Regions from separate parts of the Mus musculus genome. Here regions 1, 3, 4 and 5 are each linked to region 2. A link is a contact called in public ChIA-PET, HiChIP or PLAC-seq and promoter capture Hi-C data. All regions are on one chromosome and are shown on one strand. Each heading gives the region's core, a stretch centred on a gene start, on an enhancer-like site or on the middle of the called end of the contact. The rest is flanking DNA. Distances are from core to core; before and after follow the strand shown.

Region 1 (5,703 bases), core at 654-3,153, 320 kb after region 2:
GATATCCTGGGACTAATGGAACTGAACCCAGGTCTTATAGAAGAGCAGCCAGTGCTCTAAATTCTGAGCTATTTCTTCATCCCTGATAAAAGTTTCTTAACAAGGCCTGTTCTGTTTCTTCCAGTTAACATGTCCCTCTTTTTTTGTGCTTCTAACACTTTTCAATTTTCCATTATAACAGTGGGTCTTTTTTCTTTTGGGGATGTGTTAGTAGTTGCTGGTGTCATGGTCTAAGCCCAGGGCTTACCCATGCTAAGCAAGTACTCTACCACTGAGCTACATCCTAACCTTTATTGAAATTGAAAATGTTTCTTTTTGGGGGGTGGGGTTGTCTGTTTTGTTTTTGTCTGATTTGGGGGGGGGGTTTGTTTTGTTTTTTGATTTTTGAGACAGGGTTTCTCTGTGTAGCCCTGGCTGCCCTGGAACTCACTTGGTAGACCAGGCTGGTCTCGAACTCAGAATCTGCCTGCCTCTGCCTCCGGAGTGTTGGGATTTAAGGTGTGCACCACCACCGCCCGGCAAGTCTGATTTTTTGAGGCATGTGTCTTTATATATACAAGGCTGGACAAACTCAGAGATCAACCTGCTTCTACCTGCCAACCCACTGTTGGGATTACAGACATGGGCCATGAACCCTAGCTCTTTTCGAATTTTGAGGGAACTGGAGTTAATGGTTCAGCAGTCAGAACACTGGGTGCTCTTAAAGACATAGGTTCTATTCCCAGAACCTACATGGTTCACATGATCTAGTTTCAAAGGATCTCAGGCCCTATTTTTGACCTCTGTGTGGGAATCAGGCACACACACGGTACACATACATAATTGTTGACAGAATACTTACATCACCTCGGGAAAAAATGGAAATTTGAAACAGGGAAGTTGCCCACACTACCAAGTTGTCCCAGCTCCTTCAGCTGAGATTACAAGCCTGTGACACTACACCAGACTAATTTTCATTTCCCTGACAGGTGGTAAAGTTCTTAACATCAGGCAATTGGATCTGGACTATACAGCCAACATCACCAATTAGTCTGCACTGACATCAATATCAAAAGAAAAAAGCCTGTAATACCAGCACATAAGAGACTGAAGCAGGATTACTCTAAAAACCTGATGTCCTAATAGTGGCTCATTGGTCTACCTCTGCCCTAATCCGTCAGTTTTTGATAAGCAGAGATTGTTCTTGGCTACTAACCCCATTTAACCCAGGGCATTGTATACAAAACCAGTCAAAGGATTTTCAAATAGATCCTTAACCACCTCATCTGAACTCACGCAAGGAGACAGCGAATTAATCTAGAAACTTCCCTCCTCGCCTCCCCCAGGGCGCCAATGTCTCCAAGCAGGGGGGAGAGGCGCGCCCCTAAAGGCAAAGAGGCAAAAGCAGCTCCTCCGCTAAAGGAGCCCAGGCGGGATCCGGACAATCAGAAAAACAGCGAGTGGTCCAGGCTTTAAGGACGAAGCCGTTTTTCCACGGATGCAACCGGCGTTGCCGGGCGTGGTGGCTTTGGCACAGGACTGCAATCCCGGACTCGGGCGACTGAACTCGAGGCCAACCTGGGTTTGCGGCAGGCACCCCTGTCTAAGACAAAACAATCCCCACACATCGCCTTGGGGTCTGCTGTATACGCCGCAGCGTCCCACCGCCTTCCAGGGCGGCCCCTACGTCTCTCGGGGAGATCGCCCGCGAGCGTGCTCAGGCGGTTGGCGGCCAACGGCTTGCTAACGCGAGACCGGAGCCCGGGAAGACAGGCGCGAACGGGGCAGCCGGAGGGTCGAGGGGAGGGGCGGGCGCGGGAAGGATCGCGAAGGAGCCGGGAGGCCCCGCCCCTTCCGTAGAGATCTCTAGAAAACCGCGCAGAGCCTGGAAACGGCGATTGCGCACGCGCGGCGGCCGGCCCGGGCATTTTGCTGCGTCACCAGCCGCCGCCCGGCCTCGCCACCCCTCGCGCGCACGCACGCTCCTTCTCCGTCCTCGCGCCCCTTTTCCTACACTTTCCTTCTCTCCCGGGTTGAGGGAGCCGCTCTCCGCGCGGTGCATTCTGGGCATCGAGGCCGAGCCCGCCGCCGCCGTCGCCTAAGAGGAGCGAGGAGAGGCCGCGACCGGGCAGAGACCGCCGGAGTCGCCGCCGGAGAGGAGTCGACTCGCCAGCCGCCGCCAGCGAGGCCCGCCCACCCGTTTGTCTGGCCCTCTGCCCCGTTCACCATGTGAGTGCGACATCCCGCCGACGGAAGGTCGTCCCGGAGCGGAGCGAGGCCGCGCCGGGAGCCCCGGCTGCCGGGAAACGGCCCCTCGCCCTCCCCCCACCCTCGGCCCTTCGCCTTTCTCCCCGCCCGCGCTGGTGGCAGCCCTGCCGTGGGGTGGGAGGGCCTGCATCCTTGTTCCTGTTACCGTTGGAGGACATTTTTCCTCCAGATGTCCGTTTCCCCACCTCCAGATCGACCCCCGGATTCCTCGTGCCAGAAATCCCACTTTTCTTCCCTAGACAGCCTGGCTCTCTCGGAACTCTGGGAACTTAGCCTTAGGCCCTAAACTCGTGTGTGAGCTTTCCGCCATGAGGGCGCCGGGAGCCGTGGAGTCCTGCCGCTCGGTGCTGATGCCCGGACCCGGCAGGACCGGGCTGAGAGCATTTGTGGGTGCCGCCGTAAGCCGGTGCTACCGGTAGGGCACCACGCGGCCCTCGGCGGCAGGCACTGCTAGGCAACTAGAGGGGGCCATGCCGTCACCACAACGAAACTTCCCGTTCCCACATCTCGGGTCTCTTGAAAATGGTGAACGCTAGCAAATGCGGTCACCTCCTTGGCAGCGAGTAATAGTTACTATGGAGCAGGTAGTTCTGCACGTGTCTAGTCACAAGATACTTGTGGACTCTTTTCTTCTCTGTACCTCAATAAACTTTGGGTGGCATTTCGTCATGCTCTTTGTATGCGGAGGTGAAACAGGTATAAAATGACCATCTCACTTGCCTGAAGGTCTTAATTTGTTTATATGGAGGTTACAGATTCTTTTAATCTAAGAATTTTTGCCCTTATTTTTCTAGCCTGGACAACTTTCAAATATGAGAGAATTGAATTACAGTACTTGAGGGTGGTGTGGGTGGCTGCTATGCACAGCACTAAAAGTTACGGATTGTAGTTGAAAAAAAAAGTTTAACGATTGTACAAGTTTAAGTTTTAACTGCTTGCTTGAATGGCTAAAAATCTAAATTGATAGACGATGTCCTAGAGCCAATTAGTGGCTGAGAAACAGGTCCTAGAAGAAGACCATGTAGTACTAGAAAATGTGTAAAGAAATTTGGAGGAGTCCCCCATAAAAACAAAGATATGTAGCAGGTTTTACATTTTAGTGTTTCATTATAGTAATTTTATTCATGTGTGTGCCCTCCCCCCACCCCCTCGTGTTCCTGGAGGTAAGAGGACAGTCTGTGGGGAAACAATTTAAGTTGTCAGGTAGAGAAACGGAGAGCCTTCACTTGCTTAGCCATCTCACCAGCATGGATTTAAATTTTACCTTTGAGATGTTAAGAAAAAGCTCTTGTGTGTGACTGACCTGTATTCTGATGTCATGTTGGCTTCTTAGGACAAGTTTATGTAAAAACTTTTTGATATTTTCCAAACTGTACGGGGAAAATGAATTGCTAGGTAAAACATAATCAATTTAGTAGATAAACATAGCCAAACGAAACATCTTTTCATCCAGAAGTAGCAATTTAGGAGGTAGAGAGACTGCGCAGTGATTAACAGCACTGGCTACCCTTGCTGAGAACCCAAGTTCTATTACCAGAACCAACTGCCTGCTGAGAGCAGAGGTGTTAGTTCTGAATCTGGAGTTAGAGGCAGTTGTGAGCCACCCTGCTTGGGTGCTCTTGTAGAAGCAAGAGCAGTGTGGTGTGGATGTTTTGTCTGTATGTTTGTGTATCATCTGCACTGCTAGAGGCCAGGCCTGAAGAGAATGTTGGATACCCTGGAGCTAGAGGTTTGTGAATCACCATGTGGGTGCTGGGGCTAGAACCCTGGGTCCTCTGGAAGAGCAGCCAGCGCTTTTAACCCTTGAGCCATCTTTCCAACCTTTGTGTGTGTGGGTGCTCTTGTTTGTTTTTGTCTGTTTTGATTTTTAGGTTTTTTTTTTTTTTTTGGTTTTTTGAGACAGGGTTTCTCTGTGTAGACCAGGCTGGCCTTGAACTCAGAAATCCGCCTGCCCCCTGAGTGCTGGGAATAAAGGCGTGCACCACCACGCCCAGCTTTTTTTTTTTTTTTTTTTTTGAGACAAGTTCTCCCTGTGTAGCTCTGGCTATCCTGGAACTTGGGCTGGAGATACACCTGCCTCTGCCTCCCTGAGTTCTAGGATTAAAGGTGTACAACTCCTGATCCTATTACCTTCTTTAAAGGGATTGTTTTTTGAGAAAGCGTCTATGCTGCCCTAGGTGGCCTAACCTCCCAATATGTGGGAGGATCCCCCTTGAACTCCTACTCTTTCCCTCCACTTCCTAATTATTTGGGATTATAGGTGAACCCAATAGGATTATATATTGGGATTATATAAGATCAAGGCCAGATAGGTCTATATAGTGTGCACACATCTCATTTATTTTTGTTTTTTGTGATGAGGTTTCTGTGTGGACCAGGTTTGCACCATTGTGCACATTTTGAAGAGGTCAGATACCTGGTCTTTTTAAAATGGTCATTCTACAGGGTTAAAGAGGTGGCTCATCCTTTAGCAGAGGATCTGGGTTCAATTCTCAAACCCCACATGGTGGTTGACAACAGTACCAGATTTCAGGGGATCAGGGTTAGGAACCCTCTTCTGGCTTCCGTGGACACTGGGTATATAAGCAGTGTCCTTATGTACATGTAGGCAAAAAACACGTAAAGTAAATAGGAACAACTCCTTCAATGATAAAAATGTTCACTATATACCATTTTGTAAACATCAAGTCATTTATGTAACTATTGACGTAGAATTCTAAAGTGAAATTGGAAAATTCTGGTTGATAGTGTATAGTTTAATGTTTGCTGTAAACAGACTTTTTCTTTGAGATAGGATAGGGTCTTACTATATATAGCCCCGGCTATAATCTCACTGTATGGTCCTGGAACTCATGTAGACCAAGGTGGACTTGAACTCAAGATCAGACTGCCTCTGCCTTCTAGGTATTGGGATTAAAAGTTAAATTCCACAATGCCTGGCCTGTTTGTTGAATTTTTACTCTGCAAAACTCCCAAAATCTTCAGCTTTCCAAACTTTTAGTAGGCATGTGGTATATGGTTCAAGTTTGAGAAGAGTATCTGATGGTGGCCTTTGTTCAATGTTGATTTCCTAACCACTGTAACCTGGCAACTGATTTTCCCTTTTTTTCTTGCTGAGTTAGACTTTAACTAGAAGGCATAGAAACAAAGTGGCAAAATTTGCTGGGTTGTAGGTTACTCCTGTTGCTATTTTTTTGTTTTGTTTTTGTTTTCGAGACAAGGTTTCTCTGTATAGCCCTGGAACTCACTTGTAGACCAGGCTGGCCTCTCCGCCTGCCTCTGCCTCCCGAGTGCTGGGATTAAAGGCATGCGCCACCACGCCCGGTTTCTTATTGCTAATTTAAAATTACTGTTTAATTGTATTTTTCATTTTAAAGAACTAGAAGCCAAGATATCATTTTGGATCTTAAGCAGTTACTGATATTTCCTCCTTCACACCAGGGAGACAATATAAAA
Region 2 (5,317 bases), core at 2,475-4,974:
GAAGTTCAGAGGTTCAGTCCATTCTCATCAAGGTGGGAACATGGCAGTATCTAGGCAGGCATGGTGCAGGAGGAGCTGAGAGTTCTACATCTTCATCTGAAGGCTGCTAGCAGAATACTGGCTTCCAGGCAGCTAGGATGAGGGTCTTAAAGCCCACACCCACAGTGACACACCCACTCCAACAAAGGCCACACCTCCAAATAGTGCCACTCCCTAGGACGAGCATATATAAACCATCACAGTGAACCTTTGTGGGAGACAAATGACTGTTCATTCCAGATAAGTCACCAATGACAGACCAAAGAAATGACTGCGTTTCAAGTCTAGCCTGGTGAAGCAATGTGTTTAATTAGGCTTTACAGGAGCAGGAGTGAGGGGTTATTAATAAAGTCTGGGTAGCTTACAGGGGCGACATCACCGAAGAAAATAATCTCAGCAATCATTAACTACTTATTCACCCTCAGGGAGATAGAGGCTGCCCTCCATCCCAGCAGCCAATAACTTCCTGTGCTGGTTAGTTTCTTGTCAGTTTGTCACAAGCTTGAGTCACCTGCAAGAAAGGAACCTCAGTGGAGAAAATGCCTCCATGAGACCAGGTTGTGGGTAAGCCTGTGAGATATTTACTTGTTGAAGATCTATGTGGGTGGGACCAGCCCAAGGTGGGTGGTGCCCCCCCTAGGCAGGAGGTTCTGAAGTAGAAGCAAGCCAGTAAGCAGAGTTCCTCCATGGCCCCTGCTTCAGTTTCTTCCTCCAGGTTCCTGCCTTGGCTTCCGTTTATGATAGAACATAAGCTGTGAGCCAGGTAAAGTAAGTCTTTCCTCTACGAGTTGCTTTGGTCACAGTGTTTTATCACAGCAATCTATACCCTAACAAAGACACTGCCTATATATCCTGTAAAGGGGTGGGACCTCATGAGAGCCCTTCCCTCCCATAAGTCCAGTCTTAATGCAGATATAGTCAGTCACAGCTGTAGAATAATTCAAGAGGACAAATGCGTTGTCATGCTCCAAGGATGGCGATCTACAGCAGTCCCCTCTTTCCCTGACTCTTGTATATGTTCTTCCTCGCCTCTGTCATATTTTGTTAACCCTGACATTCAGGAGGAGAAAAGGTCAAGTCCATGACTGTCCAATTAAAGCAGGCTGTATTTTTGGGTGAACCTAGGACAGGCCAGCTGGCTACCAGTTGGCTAAGTCGGGATTTGAGTAAGCAGTCCCTGCCGGCCTTTGGAAGGCTCTTCTATTGGAGAGATAAGGTGTTCACAGGGCCAAGAGGATTGGTTGACACACATGGTGAGAACAGAAGGGAAAAAGGATGGGTGTCATGTGCATGGGGTTGCACGCAAGTTACACAGGCCTAAGAAACAGGAACTGACTCTTAATGGTAAACAGAAACTTTATTTTGCAAGGACTTAAAGTGGGACAAACAGGAACTTCCTTTTGACTATCTCAAGTGCACACAGAACTCTTAACCGCAAGGTACATTTTTCCTGTTTTGGTCTCAGATTCCTTGAGCCCTGGCCGGGATACTACAAACATTTCACTCTGGACCGAACACTTAGTAACTAACTACTTATTCTTTGCACTTACCAGGTCTGAGTCTGCAGGTAACCACTGCCCACTGCAGGAAGCAGCTCCCCTGACCACGGACCACCACGATGATAAAATAGAGGCGTAAACACAAACGTTTAATGGGCAGCTTCAGAAAACGGAGTGGTGGGGGTCATGGTGCTGAGCCAGAAGCAGTGTCTAGGAGACCAGGAGTTTGGGTGTAAGAAAGTCAAGGTCAAAAGGCACCAAAAGGGAACAAGAGAAAGAACCCAGCATGCAGGAATAGGTGGCACACACCCCTGGCACATCCCACCAGGCAGTATGTGCTAAGCTTGATCCTATCAGCAGCTGTGGCTGCATCAGAGAGACAGTTCATGCCTCTGTAAAGTCAAAACTAGAGACTGAACTCATCCAGTCCAGACAGGAAAATTCCCAACACAAGCACTTCAAAGACAGAATATTCTCTGATTTTCATAGCTTCATGTGCTGGGCCCTATCTGAATGCTATGCCACAGAGTGTGCCTTCCTCTAAATTAAAGGTCGGACCTGAGAGGCATCTCCTGTCACTCATCACCCTCGTTTCACTGTCCAATTCCTTTCACGTTTTAGGAACCCAGGAGTGGGTAATAACACAGAAAAAAAACTTTTGAGACAGGCTTTTATGTAGCCTAGGCTACCTTCAAACTTGCTATGTAGCTGAGGGTGACCTTGACCTTCTGATACTTTCGTGTGGATGGACAACATAGTCATTCCCTGGTATGGCTAAAAGGGAGGATTTTGTTTGTTTTAAAAGATTTACTTATTAATACATTTATTATGTATACAGCATTGTGCCTGCACTTATGCTTGCAGGCCAGAAGAGGGCACCAGATCTCATTAGCGATGGTTGTGAGCCACTATGTGGTTGCTGAAAATTGAACTTCGGACCCCTGGAAGAGCAGCCAGTGTTCTTAACCTCTGAACCAGCTCCCCAGCCCACAAAGGGAATGCTTTTATGGCAGATATGAAAGAGAGAGGACAGATAGGCTGGAATTGGCCATGAGACACAGGCCTGGGCTGGAGTTGTGCCTGGCTGGCAGGCGAGGCAGGATGGGAAGGAGCCAGCCTGGGCTGTCTAGGCTGTGTAAGGACGTAGGCAGGGGAGCTTTGGTTTTATGGCTAGTCTTGAGCAGGATCATTTGATGAGCAGATTCAGGAGAAGGGAGGAGGCCAGTGATGGAATTCTAGACAGGGGACGGACCCGTTTAGGAAGACACCTGGGTTGCCACGGTCCAGGTAACAGAGTGACTCCATCTGGCCATCTACCAGGAAGGAGGGTCCGTTTTGGGCTATCAGAAGAGCTTCCTGGGGATCTAACCTGAAATACTCCATTCGTTAATCATCTACCCCTGGTGAGAGTGTCTGGTGCTGCTTCCAGGAATTTGGCATTGTCACTGGGCTCGGACAAGGAAGTAGGCTCAGATAAGAACGTGAGAAACGGTGACTGTGGGGCTTTGTTTGCTACTATGCTTAATCATTACCGTGTGTGATCTCTTTGTTTACTACTTCTCTTGATTACTTTGTCTTTGGTCTAAGAACCATGTTTTTTGTTTTTTTTGGATGTACCTAGAATGATATAAAAGCTAAAAAAATAAAGTTGCTTCAGCCTCAGCCTCAGCACTGGCTGGAGTCATGTTATAGTTTTGTCAATTTTTTTTTCTTCTTTGCAATCCTCACTCCCTCCCTTGAGACCCGGTTGACTGACTGAGCTGGCTTGGTCAGACCCCGCCCCCCTCACCCCCATCCGCACAGTCACATACCTGCACCCGCACACAGGTTTTTAGAAGGCGCCTATATGTGTGCAAGGCAAGGTGACAAGCAGAACTCAAAAGTGGAGCTCTGGCAAAACCACAGATCCCTGCCCTCAGAAAGCTCGCGGGAGTCATAAATTAACTGAACAAGCACACAGATTTTTGCGAGGCTGTTGGGGGACAGGGTTGGTTGGACCTGCTTTTCACTCCCCAGGCGCCACAGCGAGCGGGCTGGTGTGGGCTCGTGGCTCCGCCCGGCCGTCGGGGGGCGCTGCCTCCTCCCGGACGGCGGGGGGCGCTGCGGGCCGGGCGGCGGGGGGCGCTGCCTCCTCCGGGACGGCGGGGGGCGCTGCGGGCCGGGCGGCGGGGGCGGCCCGGGCCGGCGCGGCGAGCGGCTCGGCGGATGGAGAGTCTGGCCGCGGCCGGCGGCGCCGCCTCCTCGTCGGGCCGGGCACGGCGGGCCGGGGCCTTTGTGTGAGGCGGTGGCGGCGATGGTGCTCGGACCCCGCGGAGCCGGGTAAGCGCGATCGGGTCCAGCCGGACTCCCGCTCGGCCTTTCTGTCGCCCTGGCTGGGCGCGCCCCGCCGGTGTCCCCGGCCGGCCCTGTCCTCCCTCCCGGCGACCGGGCCGCGGCTCCCGGGCCTCCGCTCGGCCGGCTCCCGCGGCGCCGGGCCTGGGTCGCACGGGGGCAGCCCGCGCTGTCTGTGGCGACCGAGGTGCGCCTTCCCGGCGGTGCTGCGCCCCAGCCCGGTGCTGTCCCTGCCCTGGCGGATCGCGGGGAGACCGCGGCACGGGCAGACCTTTGGTTGGGGCGTACTCCTTGCAAGTTGTATATCCATGGGGTGCCCGGAGCCTCCCACCGTGGATGAGTGACCGCCAGGGCCCGGGAGACGCGTGGTTGGTACCCAACAATACTCAGACGAGTGCTGGGCCCCCGGGAAAAGTTGGGAATTGTTGGTAGAACCTGGTGCGATGGAGAAAAGGGTTGTGCTGCTCAGGGCGAGTTGTGCGAAGCACACGCATGTGACTAGTTGTTTCTCCGAGGTGTGCAAGACCTGAGATGGGGGAAAAGTGATGTTAAAAACGCTTGCAGGAATCTTTCCCTTGCTTAAGGCATCCAGTTGTTACTGTATAGTTGGTAAAGACAGATACAACGTACCTAAGTAATGTTACATACCACAGTTGTGTTTGCTTTGGCTATGAGTTTAGCTTCATCCACAGAATACAGTAACGTTTGAGAAATTAGCATCCAGAAGGGGTCTGGGAAGGACCAGAGAATAGGCAAGTATCCCATGAAGGGCGAGGTGGGGATTCAAGAGTTTGAGATTTTGAGGTGGGGCTGGTGGTGGCTCTTATCTGTAATCTAGCATTTGGGAGATGGAGGTAGGAGTATCATAATGCCATCAAGATCATCCTTAGTAACAGAGCAATTTCAAAGTCAGCCTGGGCTACATAAGATCTCAAAAAGAAAAGAAAAAAAGAGCTGAGAGGTTTGTTTGTAGACTGGAAAGGACAGCTATGGCAGACAAGTAAAGGTGCAACCGTTACCTCTTCCTTAGCTGCTAATGGAGCATTGATAATAGTTCAAGTATATTCCTGGCATTTGGCATTGTGAGGAAAGAGAATAGACTTAATGATAGAAAGAAAAACTTGATTTAGGAAGAAGTTAGTAAAGAAACCCGAGCCTGTTGTTTGGATTGTACTGAGGGCTGAACATCCATTCAGTTGGAAGGCTCCTAGCTAGACACATATAGCTCACTCCCCTCTTTTAAAAACACACAGTCTGGCTTTCTACCCCAGGCTATCCTAGGACTCCTGTTATTCCCGTCCCAGACTTCCAAGTGCTACAATTATAGGTATCTACTATTGTACCTGGCCTCTTTTTGTTTTATTTTGTTTTTAAGGATTTATTTGGTTTTTGTTTTGTGTGGATGAGTATTTGCTTCTGTGAATGTAAGTGTACTCTGTGTGTGTGTG
Region 3 (5,515 bases), core at 34-2,533, 420 kb before region 2:
ACTTATTTATTATGAGTACACTGTAGCTGTCTTCAGACACACCAGAAGAGGGTGTCGGATCCCATCACAGATGGTCGTGAGCCTCCATGTGGTTACTGGGGATTGAACTCAGGGTCTTTGGAAGAGCAGTCAGTGCCCTTAACCACCAAGCCATCTCTCCAGCCCTAGAACTCACTATGTAGATAATGCTGGCCTCAAACTCATAGAGATGCACCTGCCCCTGCCTCCTGAGTGCTGGGTTGAAGGCGTGAGCCACTACATCGACTTCTGTACCGTGTGTGCACGGTCTCCAATTCAGCTGCAGTTAGTAAATTTCCTGTGTTAAGGTCAGTTAAGGTCTGGCCCCCTAAGCTGCTAAGGAGCTCATCCCTTTGTCATTTCTAGTTCTTGACGGCTCCTTCCACACAGGAGACAGTCCTCAACCAGTTCTTGTTAAGCATAGAAATAAAAAAGGCTGGAGAGATGGCTTGGCAGTTAAGAGCTCTGGCTGCTCTTCCAGAGAACCCTGGTTCAATTCCCAGTACCCACATGAGGGTTCACAACCGCCTGTAACTGTTGATCCCAGGGATCCAACACCGTCTTCTGGCCTCCTTGGGCAGCAGACATTTGGATGGTGCTGAGACATACACACAGACCAAACACTCACACATACAACAAGAATTGCAAATGGACGGAGCCCCATAATAAACCCGGGGACCCCTCCAGAAGGTTGATGCATAGATCATGCGCCCTAATGTGTCCTAGACGGGGCTGAAGGAGATATGCACTCTTCTTTTTTCCTTTCCTGCTCGCTTGTTTTTTTAGTTTTTCTGGTTGTCTGTCTGCACAGGAAACACAAAGCTTCGAGTCTGAGGCAGTTTGGGTGGTCACAGGAACACTGAGGCCTGTGTGAGCTTAAAAACGGGTCATGGCATAACCTTCCCTTCATCATTGTCACCTGTACTTTTGTCTGTGTTCTGCTCTTAGCCTGGCTCCTCCTCCTCCTCCTCCTCTTCCTCCTTATGTGCAGCTCAGGGCTCCCTTCAACATCCAGGATCAGGTCTTTCTGACCCTGGAACATCAGGTAACCTCGACAAGGTATCTAAAGATCACCAAGCTAGGTTGTCTTCTCAGATTCCCTGCCTTGCTTGCTGGGTAGGCTGCTGACCACATCCTCTCTCACCTTATTTATACACTTCCTCAACAGACACATCACACAGAAGTTGGACCCCCCCCAAACCTGTGCTGATCTCTCTCCCCTCTTCCTCTCGCCCTAAGGGTCCTGCACACACACACACACACACACACACACACACACACACACACACACACACACAAAAACACACACGCTCACACACACTCTTCAAACCATGCCCTTCTGTACGGAGGCACCAGCTCCTATTTCCTTCTGGAACTTCAGCACCCCCTTTTCCTATAGGTGACAGTGCCAGCCACCATGTTCTCAGGCCGGTGGTGGCCAAGTATCTGGGGAAATCTAGGGCTGAGTCTACAAAGCCCTTCTCAGGGACCCCAGCTCTGCGCCCTCTATCCGTTCACTTACACTGGGGCAGATGGCCGGCAGGTGTCTCTGGCTGAAGGTGACAGGTTCCTACTGCTTCGAAAGACCAACTCAGACTGGTGGCTGGCGAGGCGTCTGGGCGCACCCCCCAGCTCTCGGCCCATCTTTGTTCCAGCTGCATACATGACAGAGGAATCAATCTGCTGCCACAACCCAGCAGACACTACCTACAACAGCTCCCTCTGGACTCCTGGTAAGTAAGCTTTGAGCCTCCCCCCTCTTCACCTTTCCGACTCTCTGACTCTTCCCGCTTGAGCGCTGAGAGCACTACTCTGTCTTACCTTCTGCGGACTCCTTTGATAAGCCTAGTTCTCACCCAAGCCACTGTGGCGTCCCCTTTACACTCTTAGCTCTAGGGCCCGTGTCACTTCCCGGCAGCCTTGCCCTGCATTCCTAGACAATTCCCAAGGTCATATCTGTCCTCACCTGCCACTCCTTCACATCTCTCTTTCCAGGGACAAAGCTGTATCATGGCTCCCTGGAGGAGCTCTATCTGCCTCAGGAACCCCAGGTTGCTTCTGGGCAGCCTCTTCACCATCCCCACAAGATGTGCAAAAGTGTCAGCACGGGCAATGTGAAGGCCTGCTCCCTGAAATCCTTCAAGGAAGGGCCAGGAGAAAGGTCTCACTGGTGGATGACAGAAGTTGCTGTGGTGAGTTACAGAGCTTCCTGGAGCATAACTCAGAGCTTGGTCGGCCGCCTGCACTACAGCAGGGTGGGGCGGGATCTATGTGAAGTGGTGAACTGGACACAGCCTCCCTCCCTTAAGTACTGAAGGTAGGAGAGGGGGACACAGACAACACCCCTCCCTTAAAGATCAGAGAGGAGGGGAGAGGGGGACAGATGGACACAATGAGGAGAAGAGGCTGAGGTGCTCTGAGAAGATCTCGCAGGAGCAGGAAGAGTGGCCATAAGCAACGTAGGGGATGAGAAAGGACAGTCGAGTTACAGAGGCCCTGGAGGAACAGGGTATCCAGTACAGCCAAAGGAATGTCAGCAGACTGCTTTTCTCCAGTTCTAACTCCTAGCCCAGGGCAAGGTTTGTCCTAAAGTCCTGTCTTCAAGTCAGGACACTAGCAAGTTCCTTCTAACACTGAGTGCCTTGGTCAGCCCCTCCCCCACTCTGTTGTCAGTTGTATTTTGAGCCAGGGGTCTTAGTCCGCAGTAGGCCCAACTCGCCCCGCTTCCTTTTGTAGTTCAGACCGACCTCAAACTCCAGCAGCTGTCCTGCCTCAGCCTCCCAAACGCTGGGGTTGCTGGGATTACGAGCAAGCCCAGTGTACACTCTCTCTTTCACGGGTGTATAACAAGTCTTTCTCTTCCCTAGCTCTAGCGTAGTCTCTCACTTCTTGGTGTCTTCTTTTACTCTCGATGGTGTGAGGACAGGTCACTCTCTCCTCCCCCCCCCCAAAAAAAAAGCCTGTTCCCCTTTCCTGCAGCTCTGGGGCGGGGTTGCGTGGGGGAGGAGGGAAGTTGGCAACAGGAAGTGAGGAGAAGAGCAAAGACTGTGAGGGGAAGAATTTTTTAAAAAACAGCCAGGGACTGGGGTTTCTACCCATGTACCAGGGCCCCCCCCGGGCCCGGAGCTGACCGTGAGTAAATGGGAGAGAGATCGGGAGGGACAGGGGCAGAATAAGTTTTCTCCTCTTTCCCAGCTTCTCGCTCCTGGGGCAGGCAGGATCACATCCTGTCACAGCTCCCTGTGTACTGTAATCTGGCGGGCCTTCTCCGACGTCCAGGGTCCCTGGTCCGAAGCCCTTGCATCCCCTCGCATGCATTACAGGAGGCTGAATGGCTGCGAGCAGCTCCCAACAGAATTCTAAAGAGAAAGGCACTGAGTGTCTCTTTCTTCAGCTCTCAGACCATTGAGGCATGGACCCCAAGGAATTAGAATTACCCCAAGAGTCTTATGCTGGGGAATACAAGGTTGGGGTCCTGATCCCAGCCAGAAACGGAACTTGTCTCCCAGGAAGACGGTTCACAGTGTTCTGACACCTCTTCAGACCTTCCTGTGGCAGAGACGGAGCTGGGACAAAGATGAACAAGGACCATGCCTTTACCAGGACTGCCTAATTACAATTACCTTTTTTTTTTTTTTTGAGACAGGGTCTCCCTATGTAGCTCCTAGTTCTGGCTCCCCTGAAACTCACTATGAAGACCAGGCTGGCTTTGAACTCACTGAGATCTGTCTGTCTTTGCCTCCCAAGTGCTGAGATTGAAGGTGGGCATCACCATGCCTGGCTTTGTGATTACCGCTTGACTAAACCTATTCAAACCTGAACTGCATGTTAGAACCCTAAAAGCAGAATTGGGGATCATCGGATCTATTTATAAGACTGATCTGCTCTCACTGCGGCCACATTTTGTATGTATAGGTGTTTTGCCTGCATGTATGCTCCTATTAACACCTGCATGCAGTGCTCTCAGAGGCCAGAAGAGGGTGTCAGGCCTCCTGGAACTGGATTTACAGCAAACTTCAGCCCTAATGAGGATGTTGAAAACCCAGCCAGCACCCGCCCCTCCCCATCCCGCCCCGCCCCGCCCCGCCCCTCCAGAAGGTAGCCAGTGCTCTAAACCCACATATATCTTTCTTTGTCCTTTAGCATTGTCTCTTTGATTGATTACTGGGGACAATTAACAGAGCTTAGATTTCTAGAGCTGCCAGGACACAGACTTCGGCCCTAACAATGCCAGTAGCGCCTGGACCCCACCTGGGGATGGCGCTCGTGTGCGGCCCTCCCCTCCTGTTTCCCCTCCATCTTCTGTTCTCCGTTTCTCTCTGGGGCTCTCAGAAGGTCAGAAGAAAGAGGAATTTTGTGAGAAGTGTTAAGAACAGTGGAGGTAGCATCCAGATGTTGCTTTGTCTTCCCCTAAACTCAGAAACCGGGCTCCATGGAGCAGACAGAGACTTTGACTAGGGACAGCAGTGCCCTACAGCCTCAGGAATGGCTCGATCCACAGGTGAGAACCCTCCCACTTCTCAGTCACATGTTAAAAAGTTAAATTTATATTTTTAGATTTATTTATTATATGTAAGTACCTTATAGCTGTCTTCAGACACCCCAGAAGAGGGCATCAGATCTCTTTACAGATAGGTTGTGAGCCACCATGTAGTTGCTGGGATTTGAACTCAGGACCTTTGGAAGAGCAGTCAGTGCTCTTAACCGCTGAACCATCTCTCCAGCCCCCAAAGTTAACTTTTTATGACCTTTCCCCTATTCCTTCTACGGCCTGGGACCTCTAAACCGAAGGTTCTTCTTCCTGTTTCAATCTCCCACCCTCAGGGTTTACCAAGCCTCAGCCAAAGCGTCCCATGGCTTGCTCTCTCTGAACAGCCGGGAGCCTTGAGGCCCTGTTCAGCTCTGCCACAGCTCCTGGATGACCCCCACGTGGTGAGTACTTCCTGTCTTCGAATGCCAAGATCCTTTCTGCATAACCCTGCAACACCTGCTCCTCTGAAGCATTTTCTTTCTGGGTGTTTGCGCTTCTCTGGTCTCCCCCACCCCAAACTTTAACGGTCCCCACTTCTGGTAGATTCCTTAGAAACTCTGGCGGCTGTGGGTGGCACAGGGTGGCTTACAGACGGTACTCCATACCCTTCCCAGGAAGAAAGGTCAGGCCTGCTCAACATGACCAAGATTGCTCAAGGAGGGCGCAAACTCAGGTGAGAGCTCAGAATATGCCCGGGGTCTGGGCTGGTGGATTTCACAGGGTAGAAAGCCGTAATGGTGCGGGGAGCTCAGGCACTCCAGGTGAAATTCTAAAATGACCTTTTAACTACCTCTCCTCCTTCCTCTCCTCCCCCACAGGAAGAACTGGGGCCCTGCTTGGGTGGTGTTAACTGGTAGCAGCCTTGTGTTTTACCGAGAGCGGCCACCGCAGTCTGCATCCCTCCAAGGCTGGGTGAGTATCGGCCAGGGGGGTGCTGCAAGGGTTTGGGGTTACTGGTTTGCGCCT
Region 4 (5,478 bases), core at 393-2,892, 470 kb after region 2:
CTGAACAGGCTCCAAAATGGATTGTGTAAAGTTGTCTTTTTTCTGGAGCTTTGAACTGTGGCAGATACACAGAAGGAACTTATCGAGGGTAACGTTTCTGGCACCAGAGCCATACATGTCTCCCTAGTGTCTCTTTCCCTTTGTCACATAACTGGCACAATGGTTATGGCAAACTGCCTAGGTATCAGGTATCCAGAAGACAGATGGACTCAGAGTGGAGATAGCTGCATCTGGGTTGGACTGACATCTCTAGTGCTGAGGTACAACTGAGGAAGCCAGAACCCAAGAATCTGAGGTGCATCAGAGAAAAGGCCAAGCCTGTGGCTGCCACTCCTCCAGCCAGAGGTAGAGAGCATTTACTCTAGAGAATCTGGTGAGCCCCCAAAACAAGTTACATGTGGATAAGGGACGGGCCGAGAGGCAGGACCGCAGGACTGAACAGTCTAAGGTGTGTGGGCACAAGTAGAAGGACCCAAAGAACTGGCCTGAGGAGGCGAATCCCCTGATGACCTAGGAAACTGGCGACTTTGGCTGTATACCTAGCTCTTACAGAGTAGGGCCCAGGGGAAGATGGCTACAATATTGCACAAAGGATCCCAACAGAATTGTGAGAGCTACCAGTTGCTTGAAACAAAGTAAAATCGCTTTAGACACTAAGGACAGAAAGCTGACCATGAGCACGATTCAGGGTCTTGGCCACATTAGAGGCCCTTGGGCACTTCGAGTCCTGAGTGGGTTAGCAGCTCTCCATCCCAAAGAGCAAAAGCAGGTGCCACTGGGCCCCGGAAATCTGTCTGTAGTGTGTGGATCACAGAGATCCGACTCACATCCACCAGGCTCAGCTTCTTTGCCTCATAGTCCAGCAGCAGCCCCACCTTCTCTGGTTGCCCAATACCCTTAATTGGAGCTTTTTCGTTGGCCAACATGCTGTGCCACTTGCGCTGGGCATAGGAGAACACCCAGGAACGATCATCAGCACCAACGCAGCTGTCCCGGGACATGTCCACGTCTGCCACTCCTATCCGGAACTGCTGGGAGCGCTTCACTGTTACCTCCCAGTAGTGTCTGCCACTGGTGACTGTGGTGTCTCCGAGCACCACTGCCCACTCCCGGAAGCGCTCCAAATTCAGGGCCACCTTGGTGGGTTCCAGTCCCACCAAGCCATATTTGACACCCGTGTCGCCTCTGAAGAGTGCCAGGCTGCTGTGGGCCGTTTTTTCTTCCAGTTTGAAACTGATGCCTGAGGGCAGAGCAAAAAAGAACTCGTAAACCTAGGGCTGTGTTTGATCTGAAAGCTGTCCAGGCGATGACGGGAAATCGAGAAAAGTCAATGTCAAATGTTAACATGGAAAGAGCAGAGGTGCCGCTTTAGTAAGACAGCCCTGGGAGCTGCAAATCACTGACTGGGGAAGCCAGAAGCCGGTGCCCCAGGTTTGGAATCTTGCTAGATCAAGGCAGAGGGGAGAGAGGAGAAATGAGGAGTGGAGTTCTCTGATCGCGCTCTGGGAATGACACGTTAACTACTTTGGAGTGACAGTAAAAAAGAAATATGCCTACCTCTCCGGGATTCCACAGCAGGGACCCCCCATCGCTTGGTGCCCCAGCGGTACAACTTCCAACAGCGTGCAAAGGGCAGCGCCATCTTGTGCCACAGATGCACGGGGCACGCCCCCAGGGGACACCGACCAATGACTGGTCCGCGCCCGGAGCACGTGGTGCGAGACGCGAGTGTCGTGAGAAATCGGTATCTCGGTGATTTCTAGTCTGGCGAGCTAGATCAATACGTGAAGAGACGTACTGATTATATCTCAACTAAGTAGGATACCCCTCTCACACACACACACACCCAGAGAGCCTGTGTAAACAGAGTCTCTGATTTGTTTGGTTTTGAAACAGGGTCTCCTGTAGCCTGGATTGGCCTGGAATTCATTATGTAGTCATGGCTGGCCTCAATTTCATAAAAATCTACCTGCCTCTGCCACCCAAGTGCTGAGACTAAATTAATGCATGCGATACCAAGTCTGGCAAGATAAAAGAAGTATTTTTTTAAAGTAGTTTAATCCGGGGGGGGCGGGGGGAGTGACACACAGCCCTCAGGAGGCAGAGGCAGGCAGTTTTCTATGAGTTCGAGGCCAGTCTGGTCTACATACCAAGTTCCAGGACAGGCAGAGCACCACACATTATTTAAAAAAAAAAAAAAAAAAAAAGCGTAAATCCGTTTCCCAGAGCCTCAGCATTCTCTTTGGACAGAATGTGTCTACATTCAAGCTTACTGTTCTGTCTTCTGAGACAGAGTTACTATGTAACCTTTGCAGGCCTCAAACTCTAGATCCTGCTGCCTCAATTTCCCAAGTGCCAGGTTGTGCTCAGTTTTTTTTTGTTGTTTTTTTTTTGTTGTTTTTGTTTTGTTTTTTTCGAGACAGGGTTTCTCTGTATATCAGTTTTTTATTATTATAGTTTGAGACAGGGTCTCAAGGATCGGCCTGCCTCAGCCCGCGGAGTGCTGGGATTAACAACATGACTTGTGCTCATTATTATTATTATTGTTATTATTATTATTATTATTATTATTATTATTATTATTATTATTATTATTATTATTTTCGAGACAGGGTTTCTCTGTGAAGTCCTGGCTGTCCTGGAACTCACTCTGTAGACCGGGCTGGCCTCGAACTCAGAAATCTGCCTGCCTCTGCCTCCCGAGTGCTGGGATAAAAGGTGTGCGCCACCAACGCCCGGCTACCTCATTATTTTTTAATGTATAAATGAGCTTGAAAGTGTGTGTGGGGTGGTGCAGTGACTCATTCTCTCCACTAGGGTTCAGTCAGGCCCAGCCTTTTCAGCCCCGTAACTGTAGAGATGCAGGTTAACTTTTTTTTTCCCCTTCTAATTACAAAACTACTTTTAATACTTTGAGGTATGTCGCATACCTCAAAACTGGGAAGAGTAACCTCACTTTCCAGGAGTGGCCCAGGGTAAGAGAGGAAGGAAACACGAGAGGGACCTGCTGCAGACTTGCAAATGCCGAAGGGAAGGAACTGTATAGCACGGTGGGAAGGCTCTGGCGCATAGGCGAAGACCAAGAGGGTTGGTCACGAAGCCGTTCTCGTTTGCCTTTTTCTGTTTCTGCTGCACGACCTCCGAGTCTCTCCGCCTGCGGGCGGCAGAGGAAACCAATCGTTATCCCGGCGCTTCCCCTTAACCGAGTCGCTCTCCTTGCTCTGGGAGAGCTCGCACTCAGGTACCGCGGTCCTGAAGCAGCTCCCACCTGCCTCGTTTGCATCCCATCTTCCTCTTCTATTGACTTTTAAACGTCGGAGCAAAAATGTTGAGGGAATTTCCTCTAGAGAGGTTGTGCCTGTTCTGCTAATGCTTCGGGTGTGGATAATGAAGAGGGAATGGTTTCAGAACTGGGTCTCTGAAGCACCTATAGACTTGCGCCTTCTTATTCCCTGCCCTCATCATGACCACTGAGCTGTATTCCTGGCCCTTTTTAAGATATGGTTGTTTGCTTGTTTTAATTTGTAGACGAGGTCTCACGAAGTTGACATTGGAACTCATACACACTGTAGCGTAGGGCAGCATTTGAACTGTGGACCTTTCTGGCGGAGCCTCCTGAGTCTGGATTATAGGTATGTATCGCCAGTGGAAATACCTGCATTATTTTATACTCATTCAGAGAGTAGCTTCACCTGTCATTTCTTATATTACTTTACTTCTACCATCAAATAAACTTACCTTCATCATTTAGATGATCTGTGTGCCTTATTTTTTTAAGATTTATTTTATTTTTAGTTATATATGTGGGGCGGGGGAGTCATAATATGTACATAAGTACAGGTGTCCTTGGAAACTGAAGAGACCACCAGTTCCCCTGAGCTGGAGTTATCGTGGTTGTGAGTCCTGGGAACTGGACTTAGGTTCAGTATCAAGCACAGAGCCATCTGTCCAGCCCACCTGCCTTATTGTTAACAAACAATCAATACTTAATATTTCCATGCATCCTAGTGATCAAATGATAGAATTCGGCTTGACAAACAAAAGAGACATTTGAGGTAGGGCTGGAGCTTAAGCACAAGCTCTAGGTTACCAAAAGAACGGAGAACTTCGGGAACCATAAGGGACACAGTATTGCAGAGGGAAACTGCGAGAATTTAAACATACTTGAGAAGTCAAGACTGGGCTGGAGTGATGGCTCAGTGGTTAAGAGCACTGACTGCTCTTCCAGAGGTCCTGAGTTCAATTCCCAGTAAGAACATGGTGGCTCACAATCACTTGTAATAAGATCTGATGCTCTCTTCTGGTGTGTCTGAAGATAGCTACAGTGTACTCACATAAATAAAATTAATAAATCTTTTTAAAATTTTTTTTAAAAAAGTTGAGAGTTAATCATAAACAATCACATACACTATGAGGACATCTAGAGGGGTCTTTCAGATATCCAGGAGCTGTTTAGGGCAACACGGGGTTGACAAATTAGATTCTCATGCAAAGGTAAAGTTGGAAGCATCACAGAGCATGAAGTGGAGGGGGTAGGATGAGAAGCAGGGAAGCAGGGTCTTAGGCCACCAGAGTCCTGAGGGAAAACATGGTGCGACCCAGCTGTGTAAGAGGCAGAAGGCTGATGAGATGGGGCAGGAAGAAGGTAACCTGTAATTTTCTTAGTAGAGGACATAGAAGAAGCATGTTGAGTTTGGAGGAGAGTAATTAAGTTTAGAGAAGCTGGATTTGAGATGTCTATGGGACAACCATGTGAAAATGTTCTATAGGTGTATGGATATAGTTGTATTTATTCTTTGATAATTTCATCTATGTAGATAATGTATCTTAGTCCTATGCACTTCAAAATTTCCCCTCCTGTCCCTCCCAACAACTCTCAACATATCTGCCTTCCCCTCTCATTTCTTCCTCCTCATCTTCCTTTATAACCCACTGAATTTGATTGCTGCTGCCTGTTGAAATGTTGTGCGGGTTCTGTAGCTGCAATGAGTTCATTGGCAGCAAGACTATGTCTGTCATGTCCAGAAGATGGTGTAACACTCCTTCGGGACTCCAGCTCTTACATACTCTATGTGTGTGTGTGTGTGTGTGTGTGTGTTCTGTCTTCATGCATACCAGAAGAGGGAATCAAATCCCATTTCTTTTTGGGGGAGGGGTGTTCGCGACAGGGTTTCTCTGTGTAGCCCTGGCTATCCTGGAACTCACTTTGTAGACCAGGCTGGCCTCGAACTCAGAAATCTGCCTGCCTCTGCCTCTCCGAGTGCTGGGATTAAAGGCGTGTGCCACCATACCCAGCTTTTTTTTTTTTTTTTTTTTTAAATCCCACTTTGGAATGGTCCTGCTGGGAATTGAACTCAGGACCTCTGGAAGAGCAGCCAGTGCTCTTAACTGCTGAGCCATCTCTCCAGCCCCAGCTCTTACCCTCTTTCTGCCTCCTCTTCCATGATGTTCCCTGGTGGTGGCATACTGAATCTGGCA
Region 5 (5,318 bases), core at 313-2,812, 350 kb after region 2:
TGCTGTTACCGGGTGGGGACAGCTCCAGATCCTGACTCGAGTCGGCAAAAAGCTGATAAAGACCTAAGAGTACACAGGTCACCTCTTTCTGCTTTGTCACCCAAGTACAGACTTGGAAACTGATATTTTAAAGGTCATTTCCATCCCGGTGTTCGTGTTCTCTAAGGTTTGTAGAGAACCTTTCTCTCTCGCTAGCTGTAACTCTTTGTTTCCTTCATCCTTTACTGTCCCCTTCAACCACAGTCCTAAAGTATTAATATAGTTCTAACCTTCCTCCATATTTCTCCGGTCGGCCCTGTCCTCGCCTCCTCCCTCTCTCCACCCAATGAAAGCCCCGCCCTTCCCTCCTCCCTCCCACCCCAGTCTGTCATACAGGGACATCACCCTACAGCAGTTCAGGCTGTGTCGTTCGCAGGAAGCATACATTGGCTTTTTTGGGGTTTGCGAGTTCCCAGCCCATAGTTGGACAGGATCCAACAGTAGCCTTCAATTGAAGCAAGACCCAAGGACAGTGAGAATCTGGGTCCTAATCCTGAGTCCTGCCAGCCTGACATGGGTAAGTATGATAGCTGCCCCTGGGAAAGGCCTGAGGGATGCCCAGCTCCCTCTCTGGCTGACTCAGCAGGGGTGGGGCCTAACCTTTGCTCTTTTGGGGGAGTGAAGGAAGAGAAACGGACTGTGGGGGGGACACGGGGCTTAGCTGGTGAGCTGCTGAGCATTGGCAAGCTCCAGCTCTAAGGAAGAGCCTGGGGTTGTATCTTAGGTTAGGGCTTCCTTCCTCACCCTAGAACCCCCCGCTCCAATTTAAGTGCAGAGATTCAAGTAGTATTTTACTGTATTCATTACTAGTTCAGTCTTGGTCTTGTAAGAGATGCTTCCCCTCCCCCTAGTTTCTCTCGGTGTTTCTTCCTCCCCCCTTTAACCCACCACCGGGTCGGGGCTGCACTGAGCAGCTGCTTCCTGTTGCCCCAGAGGTTGCTGCAAGGGTGGTGGTGGTGGCTGGGGCCAAACCGAGCAATGAATAAAGTCGATTCTTAGCCCTGCATCAGCCTCACGACCCTGTTACGGATGGCCTCCACCATTGACAGGACAGAGAGCGTTTTGCCTCTGTGGTTTCCTGATTCCAGATTTGTACAGCTGTAGTACGGATAGGGCCGGGAGAAGCCTGTTTACCTAGCAGGGCGCTGTGCGTGACCCCGACATGCTCTCGGCCTTGAGTTCCCTCTCCTGCTCTCCTAGGCCTCCTTGAATCTTTGTGGCTCCCACTGTCTCTCCAGCCTCCTTTGTGAATAAGTCTTAGCTGGGCGCCCCGTGCCGGCAAAAAGAGCTCTTCAAGTACTCCAGTTCAGACCCACCGCTGTCCCCAACTACGCCGCAGAAGTTTCTGTCTTTTCCTGCATCTGGGATCCTTCCTGGTTCTGGCCCCTAGGAGACGCCACCCGCCGTCCCCTCCCCCAGCGGAGCCTTCGCGACAGCCGTCCCTGAGCGCTCGTCCTCACCCGGGTGGCTCCTGCCCCTTTAAGCGCCGCCCCCCCCCCCTCCGCCGCCGGCCTCGGGCTGGGGGAGGAGGCGCCGCCGCCCGGCTCGGCCACCTGCGCCGCCGCCGCCGCCCGGCCCGGCCCTGCTTCAGGTGAGGCCCGGCATCCGCCTCCAGGCCCGGGGTCCAGGGCAGGGCGTCCCCGCAGCCGCTTCCTCCCCTGGGATCCAAGCTCTGACCTTCCCTGCGCCCGCTGCCCTTGCTCTCTCCCCCGCCCTGCCTCCTCGCCCGTTCCTCCCCTGTCCTCTGCGCCCGGGATCCGGAGGCTTCTCACGCCTCTCCGCCATCCTCTCCCGGGAACCCCTCCTATTCCGGCCCTGGATCTCCCCTCCCCCGCGCCTCCCTCGCCAGAAAGCTCTCCCGCGGTCTGGGTTTCGCCTCCTCTTCTCTGGAACTAGCGCTTTCCCACGCCATCCTAACCCCGGAGGGGGGGGGAGATAACCGCCACCCCAACCCCTCTCCTGGTAGTGCGGGGGGCGGGGGGTACGACGCACGTTACGGGCGCTGTCCGCCCTGCTCCGCTCACCCTTCAAGTTCAGCTAAGTCTCACCTAAAGCTTTTCTTGCCGAGTTTGGGGTCGGACCCGAGCACCGCCCCCTGATCTCGGTGGGAAGGGCGCTCGGCCCCGCTGGAGCTGGCCCCTCCCCCTAGTCCGGGCGCCGGGGGCAGCGGCGCTGCGGGAACCTTGTGATACTCCGCTTCAGCGGCTGTTGCGGCAGAACAAGACTGGGGCTAAGTCTCTAAGGGATTGGGGGTGCTGGGTAAGGCAAAGGAAGCCCAACCTTCTCTATTTCAGGTTACTCCAGAAAACAAAACAAACAAAAACCCCGAGATGTCACTGTCTTATATGCCTATCATATGCCCAGCTGTCCGTTGGGGAATTTGGAGACTAAATCCGAGGGGCGCAGACCCACTTGGAGAAGGGGAGGGGTTACAATCTTTTTGGCATATTATGAGAGAACCTAACCTTACCAAAATACGGTGAGATTGTCTCCTCCGAACCTGAGTGCCGAAAAGGAACCAATGGGAATTGCTACAGGGCCAAGAGCTGTGGCTAAGGCAAGATCGGTTCAGTCATGGAGTGGGAGGTCTTTATAATTACCCTACCTTCAATAGGAAATACTCTTTCCATCCAGCTGAGCCCCGAGCTCCTTCTCTAGTGCCCCTGCCTCCAGAATTAGTAGAATGGGTGTCAGGGTTTGTCTTATACTACTCTGAGTCACAACTAAAGGTGCTGGGAAGGGCGCAGTGTGTGTGTCCTGTAGTGCTTAAGGTTGGATGCTTGGAGTGTCTTGAAGAGGAAAGGGAAGGTACAGCTAGGATGCATACCACCATCTCATAGCCCCAGCCATCTGGCTCCAGAGTGGCTGGCACAATGACAGCTGACCCAGAGACAGGGAGGTACAGCAGGAACTTGGAGGGTGAGAAGGCGGTGGCAGGTGTTTATCGCCACTTCACGTCTCATCATCCTCTGGCTTGTTTTGTGGGAGGTTCAGTCTGTTCCCCAGACACTCTTCTCACAGGTTGCTAATAAAATGACCGTTGGCCCCTTTCTCTTTGGAGTAGCTTCTTGAAGGGAGGCTTGTTGGCTAACCAGCCACATTGTTATGGGGATTGACAAATGTTTGGGGACACATGGGATCAAGTCCGCTTTTTTGCGTTCAGATTTGGCATGGGGGTGGGGGGCAGGTCACAAGTGTTGTATGTTAAGGCACCCGGCAAAAAGTAAAAAGCTTTGGGGCGTATTCCCTGCCCACCTTTATCCTTCAGAGAGTAGGGAAGATCGCAGCCTAGGTGGGATAAAGCGATAGGAGCCCTTCTGTACCAGATGAAAAAACGTATTATGCCCTGTTTTTCCTCTTCTAATATCTGGTGGTCTTCTATCTTACCTCTTTCTTTACTGGCTCAGGGCAGGGTTTGGGCCTAAAAGTAGCCGAGGTTACTAGGCCTGGGGCTCGGAAGGGGTGGGAACAGTGGGGCACAGGAGTAACCGGCTCTTCCGGAGCCAGCGGTGGGTGTGTGTGGGTGTGTGGTGATGAAGCGAAGGGGCGTGGTCACGGACGTCTGACTGGCGCAGGCTCCTCCTCTGCGTGCCCTGTCTCAAACTGGTTAGCCCCGGGTGGGAAGTAGGAAGAGTCATCTGCCCTGGAAAAAGGAGAGGACAGAAAGATACCAGCTTTCCTCTAAATCTGTCTCTTCCCTCTCCTGCCCTTAGGTGCCAGTTCCAACCTAAGCTTTTTTTTTTTTTCTTGGTGGTGGTGGGGTTACACATTTTTGTTTGTTTGTTTTTTGAGACAGGGTTTTTCTGTATAGTCCTGGCTGTCCTGGAACTCAGAAATCCACCTGCCTTCCCCTCCCAAGTGCTGGGATTTAAAGGCGTGCGCCACCACACCCGGCCACACTTTTTTTTTGGCCTAAGTTTACTTCTCCTTTCTCCAGGGCGTGGAGGTTAGTGGGCTTTTGGAAAGATAAGGTGTATCCCCCCAGGCGACCTTTGTCCTTTTGTGTTTTTTCCAGACAAAGTCTCACAATGAAGTCCTGACTAGTCTGGAACTGGATTTGTAGACCGAGCTGGCCTTGAGCTCACAGGGCGATCCTCTCCTCTATGCCTCTTCAGTGTAGGAATGAATTACAGGCGTAGGTTGCCGTGACTGACTTTATAAACTCATTTTGACAGGGGAGAGAGATTTTGTTCTGTCTCCTCCTTCCCTTAGTAATCTACTTAGCTCTGTTGAGGGAGAGGAACCATGTGCTGAGCCCACATTTTTGGCTTATCTTAAAGAGATCTTCCTTTTGAAACCTATCTGAACTTTTTATAATGATGGGTGGGTAAAGCATCTCCCACACTCAGAATCCCTGTCTGGGGTAAAGACATTGGCGTTAGACTGCGGGTTTGGTTCAATCAGACTCTGTCCACACCCAGATTTCCAAGCTCTTGGGATCCCCCAGAGAAAAATGTATTTGTTGACCCCTCAAAACCAGCCAGAATCTTGTTTCTGTGTGTCGCTCTTTCTAAGTCTTCAGACTTAGCTTTGCGTAGTTTAGGCAATTGTTTACATTCTAAAACTACATTTCATTGATTTGAATGGGAATTATGAAGCCAGAAGTCTTGAATTGGAAGGAAGGGGAATGCAGTTCCCTTCTAGTCATATTTTATTTACTGTGTGACTTTGAACAGGTCGGGGAGCTTCTGTGGGTCTTGAGTTCTTCACCTAGTGAGTGAGAGGTAGGAACTGAAAAGAAAAAGCTGTAACATACGACACTGTTTCCCATCTTGGGTCCCTGCAATAACATTCAGATGAAAGCTAAGCCATAATTCCTGTCTAGACTTCCAGTTCTCCAAAGAACACAGCCATGTAGCCTTGTTGGAAAAGGTTTGGGAGATGGGCGGTGGTGGCGCACACCTTTGATCCCAGTACTTGGGAGGCAGAGGCAGAGGCAGGCGGATTTCTGAGTTCGAGGCGAGTCTATCGAGTGAGTTCCAGGACAAGCCAGGGCTACACAGAGAAACCCTGTCTTGAAAAACCAAAAAAGAAAAAGAAAAGGTATGGGAACAGAAAAATATTTGGGTCAGTTTTTTGGTTATCTTACTGCTTATCTTCTACCCTTTGGCCACATTTAGGCTAGATTCAGATCTTGACTGTGTGGAGCCAGAGCCAAGTCTCCTTTCCCCATGTGCAGGATTCTCTCCAACGACCAAGGTCCTGCAGATGACACCAGGAAAGCAGTGATCCAGGCAGGACCAGGTTGTCCCTACAGGACATAGGTGAGTATACTGCTT

The links. Promoter capture Hi-C pulls out the DNA fragments that hold promoters and counts their contacts. ChIA-PET counts read pairs in DNA pulled down with a chosen protein or histone mark. HiChIP or PLAC-seq counts read pairs in DNA pulled down with a chosen protein or histone mark. Capture Hi-C pulls out chosen DNA fragments and counts their contacts.
Region 1: an H3K27ac HiChIP or PLAC-seq map of extraembryonic endoderm stem cells shows a contact between it and region 2. The contact joins the promoter of Ptges3 here to the promoter of Zbtb39 in region 2. A contact is called at or near these places in 22 of 39 promoter capture datasets (the 3T3-L1 cell line, 3T3-L1-derived adipocytes, the C10 cell line and 15 more), 1 of 15 datasets of contacts at CTCF or cohesin (the NIH/3T3 cell line), 1 of 484 Hi-C or Micro-C datasets (the C2C12 cell line), 9 of 115 datasets of contacts at active chromatin or transcription factors (T-cell acute lymphoblastic leukemia, astrocytes, bone marrow-derived macrophages and 6 more) and 1 of 9 other capture datasets (liver).
Region 3: a contact with region 2 is called in an RNA polymerase II ChIA-PET map of memory CD8 T cells, with 19 read pairs. The contact joins the promoter of Arhgap9 here to the promoter of Zbtb39 in region 2. A contact is called at or near these places in 2 of 39 promoter capture datasets (embryonic stem cells and liver), 1 of 15 datasets of contacts at CTCF or cohesin (embryonic stem cells), 1 of 484 Hi-C or Micro-C datasets (nephron progenitors) and 1 of 115 datasets of contacts at active chromatin or transcription factors (memory CD8 T cells).
Region 4: a contact with region 2 is called in a promoter capture Hi-C map of liver. The contact joins the promoter of Spryd4 here to the promoter of Zbtb39 in region 2. A contact is called at or near these places in 2 of 39 promoter capture datasets (cranial neural crest and frontonasal cranial neural crest), 1 of 484 Hi-C or Micro-C datasets (CD4 T cells), 4 of 115 datasets of contacts at active chromatin or transcription factors (the NIH/3T3 cell line, memory CD8 T cells, microglia and 1 more) and 1 of 9 other capture datasets (liver).
Region 5: a contact with region 2 is called in a promoter capture Hi-C map of stem cell-derived epiblast-like cells, with 2.6 times the contacts expected there. The contact joins the promoter of Baz2a here to the promoter of Zbtb39 in region 2. A contact is called at or near these places in 17 of 39 promoter capture datasets (the 3T3-L1 cell line, 3T3-L1-derived adipocytes, the C10 cell line and 12 more), 3 of 484 Hi-C or Micro-C datasets (CD4 T cells and embryonic stem cells), 9 of 115 datasets of contacts at active chromatin or transcription factors (the SCID.adh cell line, embryonic stem cells, extraembryonic endoderm stem cells and 4 more) and 3 of 9 other capture datasets (adipose tissue, liver and pancreatic islet).

The regions. Positions count from the first base shown.
Region 1 is chr10:128,057,079-128,062,781 of GRCm38.p6, forward strand. It overlaps Ptges3 (prostaglandin E synthase 3), which reads left to right and starts at 1,904. Exons shown (of 8, transcript NM_019766.4): 1 at 1,904-2,208. The coding sequence starts at 2,207.
Region 2 is chr10:127,735,806-127,741,122 of GRCm38.p6, forward strand. Zbtb39 (zinc finger and BTB domain containing 39) reads left to right here and starts at 3,725. Exons shown (of 2, transcript NM_198035.2): 1 at 3,725-3,857.
Region 3 is chr10:127,320,681-127,326,195 of GRCm38.p6, forward strand. It overlaps Arhgap9 (Rho GTPase activating protein 9), which reads left to right and starts at 1,284. Exons shown (of 16, transcript NM_001285785.2): 1 at 1,284-1,751; 2 at 2,014-2,210; 3 at 4,439-4,519; 4 at 4,843-4,950; 5 at 5,164-5,222; 6 at 5,368-5,461. The coding sequence starts at 1,436.
Region 4 is chr10:128,210,152-128,215,629 of GRCm38.p6, forward strand. It overlaps Spryd4 (SPRY domain containing 4), which reads right to left and starts at 1,643. Exons shown (of 2, transcript NM_025716.2): 1 at 1,558-1,643; 2 at 1-1,240. The coding sequence starts at 1,642. The coding sequence ends at 702.
Region 5 is chr10:128,091,221-128,096,538 of GRCm38.p6, forward strand. Baz2a (bromodomain adjacent to zinc finger domain, 2A) reads left to right here and starts at 1,563. Exons shown (of 30, transcript NM_054078.2): 1 at 1,563-1,630; 2 at 5,219-5,303.